Regions from separate parts of the Mus musculus genome. Here region 1 is linked to region 2. Evidence: chromatin contacts called from public Hi-C data. All regions are on one chromosome and are shown on one strand. Each heading gives the region's core, a stretch centred on a gene start, on an enhancer-like site or on the middle of the called end of the contact. The rest is flanking DNA. Distances are from core to core; before and after follow the strand shown. Region 1 has its middle 8.6 kb from the start of Sox9. Region 2 has its middle 42 kb from the start of Gm30337.

What was found. A called contact is a pair of places that touch in the nucleus more often than the background predicts.
Region 1: a Hi-C map of Sertoli cells shows a contact between it and region 2, with 4 times the contacts expected there. The contact joins two enhancer-like sites. A contact is called at or near these places in 3 of 39 promoter capture datasets (the 3T3-L1 cell line, hippocampal neurons and liver), 1 of 484 Hi-C or Micro-C datasets (Sertoli cells), 5 of 115 datasets of contacts at active chromatin or transcription factors (craniofacial prominence, embryonic midbrain, forebrain and 2 more) and 1 of 9 other capture datasets (embryonic stem cells).

Annotation. Positions count from the first base shown.
Region 1 is chr11:112,772,266-112,774,965 of GRCm38.p6, reverse strand. No RefSeq gene overlaps it. Among named protein-coding and RNA genes, the nearest start is that of Sox9, 8.6 kb to the left of the region's middle. Within about 2 kb of position 1,400, at least 10 of the 459 cell types and tissues checked have an H3K27ac peak or open chromatin away from gene starts, as enhancers often do. A contact at or near this core is called in Sertoli cells, where this site is marked.
Region 2 is chr11:111,842,651-111,845,350 of GRCm38.p6, reverse strand. No RefSeq gene overlaps it. Among named protein-coding and RNA genes, the nearest start is that of Gm30337, 42 kb to the right of the region's middle. Within about 2 kb of position 1,415, at least 27 of the 459 cell types and tissues checked have an H3K27ac peak or open chromatin away from gene starts, as enhancers often do. A contact at or near this core is called in Sertoli cells, where this site is marked.

The DNA.
Region 1 (2,700 bases), core at 151-2,650, 930 kb before region 2:
TTCCTAGCTGTAGATATTTGCTCCCATCTCTGCCCTTGGGACAAACAGTGCTACCTTTTCTTGTGTCTCTAATGATCCCAAACAGACTCTGATGAATAAATAGTGTGTATCGAGGGAACAAATGCCACAATTTAGCCAGAGAAGTGAATATATGATTATTATAATCTGATGGGATTTGGGGCACCAAGAGCAGAGTGAGTACCTTTGATCAGTTAATGGCATGTCTTGAGACGCTCTCCAGTATGTGTTTGATCCTCCTTCTGGAACCTTCTGTATGTTCTGTCTTCTGATGTCTCTCTGTGAGGAGTACCGACTGACGCTCTTTTGTAGACTTTTTGGATATAAAGCTTTCAGAGCACAGTCTTTATGTATTTCTGGCCTGAATTTACAACTTTTGAGAGAAACAATCAAACCACAAATTGCAATAACGATTAACACTTTAGAACCCCCTAACCCTCCCAGAACTGGCTTACCTAAATATACAATGATCAGAAATAGTACTTTTTTTTTCTTTCCTGGTTTTCTCACTTGCAGTGCACAGATGGTTCCCAACTGAGCTGCATGGGTCTGTGAAACGATAGAAACTGATGTGGTCATCGGAGACAGTGGCACTCCACAGCCTTCCTCTGAGGACTGAGGACCTGATGTTTCCTGTTTGTTTTGAGAGGTAGGGCCATGGGTATTGCATGATTGGGTGTCACATGGCTGCATGTGAATGTGCTTGTTTATGTTTATATGTGTGTATATATACATATTTATACACAGGTGCATATATGTATACATGTGTACTTGTATCTGTGTATGTTCATGTGTGTCTGTGTGCATGCATGCATGTGCATTGTGTGTGTATTTATGTGCATGTGTCTGAAGCTACCTGGACTCGGTAGGCTAATCATTCCCAGATGGCTCCAGGGACTGCATTCTGGTCCCCAGAGCCCTAGAAGCACTGACCCATCCTTAGCCCTTCCTGTGGATGGGAGGAGGTGGGGCTGTAAGGAAAAATGAGACAGAAAGTCTCTGTGCATAGGCTCTGCCCTGTCTTGGAGCATTGGTAGCTTGCAGGTCTTTGTTCTATATTCCTCTCAGCCCAAGGCTTACAAAAACCTAAGCCACCCATCTCCACCAGTTTCCATCTGAACTATAATATAATTGGAAGAAAAAAAGAGGAGGAAGGCTAACATGCAGGAGTTAGAGGAGGAGATGGCTAGTTTTAGGGCTTTTTTTCCGTTGGCCTGAGTGTGAGGAAGGGATGGATGGGAATGAGTTTGCACGGGATTTATTTACTTACGTACGTCAATGTCGCTCCCAGCTTTCTACAGCTTCTGGTAAAAATCTGCTCAGTTGGATGGGGTGACGTAGTGAGAGTTGGGGTTCAGTGTTCTCTTTTAAGCAGGGGCAGCTAGCCCACAGAAGGAATGTGGGGAGCTTGCTGGGAGAAGAGGCTTGGCATCAGCCTCTATAGACCCTGGACCTCCCTGTCTCATATACTTACGCCTGTATTGTGGTCACTGTCCCTGTCTAGCCACGACTGACCTTGGTCTTGACTCAGAGATCACTTACAAAGGGAATTCCAGGAGCCCGTCCCTGCCCACTCCCTCATGTGAATGCCACCCTGAAGCCCAGCACACTCTCCTTCACTCTCTCGCCTTCTCATCTAGGGCTGAAAAGAGAATCCCACTGTCATTGACTATTCCTTCCGTTTGCTTCTCTGAGCCACTTAGGAACCACCCTTTTATCCTCCCCTCTCCCCGGCTGTCTCAGGAGGCTGGAAGGGGAAGAAATGACTCCCTTTGCTTTACATGTCTTTGCTAACAGTAGCTTTGAAAAGAACATGTTACTTGTTCAAGGTCGCAGAGCTAATGGGAGAGGCAGAACCCCCGCTGCCCTGTTCTGGGAGCCGTGCCTGCCTCCCTCACAGACCCACGCACACAAGGAATTCTGCAGGCTACTGTCAGCACGGAGCCTGCAGTCCCTAGATCCACTCCCCCATGCCCTTATGGACTTGCAATGGCTCTCACTTGGCCACTAGCCAAATGGGTCCCGTGGAAAGACAGGGGATCCGGGTCTTTTTCTGTGCTTCTGGTTTGATTTTATCTCCTACCTAGTCCTCTAATCGGTGGTGGAAGAAGAAAGAACAAAGTGTGTCCAGAACAACCACACCTGACAGCCCCACCCCAGCCCCCACTCCCCCATCACCATCCAGTTTTTATGAACACTTCTTTGAGTTTGCATGCCTAACTTTGCATGCCTCCCCCGCCACCCCCCCCCCCTTTTTTTTCCTTTTGAGACAGGGTCTCACTGTGTTGCCCTGGCTGTCCTAGAACTCACTCTGTAGACCAGGCTGGCCTTGAACTCAAAGAGATCCCCCTGACTCTGCCTCCTGAGTGCTGGGATAAAAGGTCTTCTACTTTGTTGCACCCATCCTACCTGGCTTTGTTTATTCATCTTTATTTTTTTTTTTTAAAAAAATGCCGTTTACCTATTTTGTCTCTGTGTGTGTGCTCAAGACATGGTGCATGCAGGGACACAGGGCAATGTAGGGGCACTACCCCCAGGAGATTGAGGTTCATAAGTACCTTTATCTTCTGGACAGCTCTTCCACCTGGCTTTGGGCTGATGTACATTGAAGGGAACTTCTCATGTTCTCATTCAGACTTATCTTGATAGTCAACATGATTTTACCTCCCAGAATGAAACTAG
Region 2 (2,700 bases), core at 166-2,665:
TGCCTTGACTAGATTGGGTATCTTTGAGGACATAGTCTCACATGTAGATATTCACTCAGAGATTAGATTTATTATTATTATTATTATTAATTATTAATTAGATTTATCCAGAGAGAAAATACTCTTAAAGTACAATGCACATAACAACTTAATAGGCATTCCCTTGTAGCCACTTATCAACATTTTTTTAAAAGAATAAGATTTTTTTAAAGATGTATAAATTCATTACTTTCCCATAAGTGCTCCGTGAATAGCTGTTCCCCCAATATACATACTCAAGGAACAGCGCTGGGACAGGATAGATAATGACAAATATTTCTTGAATGATGTTCAGGAAGTGGAAAATGAATAATTAAGGGGTTTTGAGCCAAAAACCACATTCTCACTCTTATGTTCCTTTCTACTTTTGACCCTTTCTCTGTTCCATGGCCTTCAGTGTTGGCCTCACTAGGGTTAGTGTACTGCTTCGTATCAACCTAATATGATCAACCCACGTTCACAGGGGGCTTACCACAGTGTTCAATTAAGGGGTCTTCGACTGGTACCCATTGATATCACACTGTCATGGTTGTACTTTGATATGAAAGGGAAATACCTGGTGACTGGTGTAAATTCTGCTGGGTATTGCTCGCCTAACACATAACCCCGACCATTTTCTCTCTGACCATTTCTCTGCTCCAAAGCAGATCATTAAATTGCTCCCAGGCAGAAAGCACAGGACCAGAACAGCGGGACACTTTTGTAATAAGACCTTGTAAATTGAAAGCCCTGGATCCCTTCCCCACTGTGCGAACCTGCTGAGACTGGTTCCTTTTAACATTGCATCAATAGGACCTTCAGACCTAGTTAATTAAAGGCAGTATATCTAGGCAGACTTTCATTGCTTACAAGGATTGCATGCTTGACAATCCTTAAAAATCAGTTCCTATCTTCATACATCCCAGGACAAATGGAAACTTTCAGTGATCACCTTATACTGCAAGTAGCTCTCGCTTCCTCTGCAATGCAGTTTCTAACTTATATCTTAGGCTAGAACTGGAGTGGCCCGACTTAAGAATCCTACCATGCTCTTACATATACACATGCATTTCCATCCAGTCTGATATGAGGACCATCTAGCAGTGATTAACTAAGTCCATTTGTTAAATCCCTGCTGGTTAAAGGAAAGGCTTATAATTGCAAATATCACGGCCATACAGTTACAAACTGGGTGCCTGCTGGGAAATGTGGACCTCAAAGTGGAGGTGTCATTAAAACCTCTAAGTGAGCCAGCATAGTTAATCACTCAATTAGACTCTCATTATCATCTGCCCTGCATCAAAAAGGCCTCCCGCAGGCCAGAAGGGGTTGTAACCAGTCACTTTGACAGGTGATCCCCTCCTCACATACAATGGCCACAAAGGGCCTTGGAGGGGTTATCAGCAGGACATGGCCTGTATCTTGGCCTAAGCAGACGCCCAGGGAGTTTAGACAGCCAGTACTGAGGAGATCAAAGGGAGAGAAACAGCTGATTCCAGACTGGCTGGTGTCAGCCTGGAGTTTCCTCTGTCAAAGGCAGAGGGAGAACTATCTTATTGATTGCTGGCCTTGGTGCTCAGCCCGCACCAAGGCCACCTCTGGGAACGGCTTGGAGGAATGTCTGGCCTTTGGAGGCCTCAGCGGTGGCGACATTAAAACTAGGCTTCCTCTCAGTTCAGAAAATCCTGTTAGAGAAGATTGGGGTGTGAAATAGTCACCTTGACACCACCCAGTGGCAGGCAAATGACTAAAAACAGCTATTGGTACTGTGTGAGCGACCATTCCCATCGACTGACATATTGAAATTACCAGCCAACTTTTGGGAGGTGTAGTAGTTCGCTTCTCCTGTGTCCACCCAACATCGCTACCCTGGATCTAATTGTTACAGGTCACTAAGCTCCTCCTCTGGGTTAGGGAAACTTCTCCGACTTGTTTTCCACATCCTGGACAGCTCTGACAATGGCGCCCATGTTTCCCAGACTTCCCTTCAATTCAAATTTGCCTGAATTGTTTGCTTTGTAGTCTTCATTATCATCAGACTAGGATTGTGCCAGGCTTTTGGAACTAAAACTGTTAAAAGACATTTCCCCCAAGCGCCGAGGTGTCGGGGGAATGTTGCTGGTCACCATATCCAATATAATTGTGAGGGTTTTATGGACAGATTCATGACTGTTCAGTTAGATTCTGGCCTTCTTGGCTAACTTCTCTCACCATCACATGAGCAGTTTCTGACAGCATGCCTTATCGTTGTTGATGTTAGCATTAAGCACTTTAGGTAGCCTGTGTTAGTCATTTTCTCTGTGGTGAAGTTGTACTTTCCCAACCAATGGTTTATATTGTAATCTACAGAAGTCAATAAGTAAACAAGCAAACAAACAAATAAATAATAAACCCTAAGAGATGGGTTGCAATAGCCCTCAAGAACAAGTGTTGTATCTTTGATATCGGACATCTACTCTCCTCCTGCATGTATTTTTTAATAAATAATATTACATAGGTTTGCACTCATGACCTGACGTTTTTACTTTGTGATTTTTATCTGACATATCTAGCTAATTTTAAGCCTCTCTTGTTTCTTTGCATATGTTGTTGGTATTCCTTCTAGGCTCCGCCCAACAGCTACCTGTCAACATCCAGGTAGGCTGGCTTGCTATAAAAGTGACTGTTTGGCCCCCTCCTCAC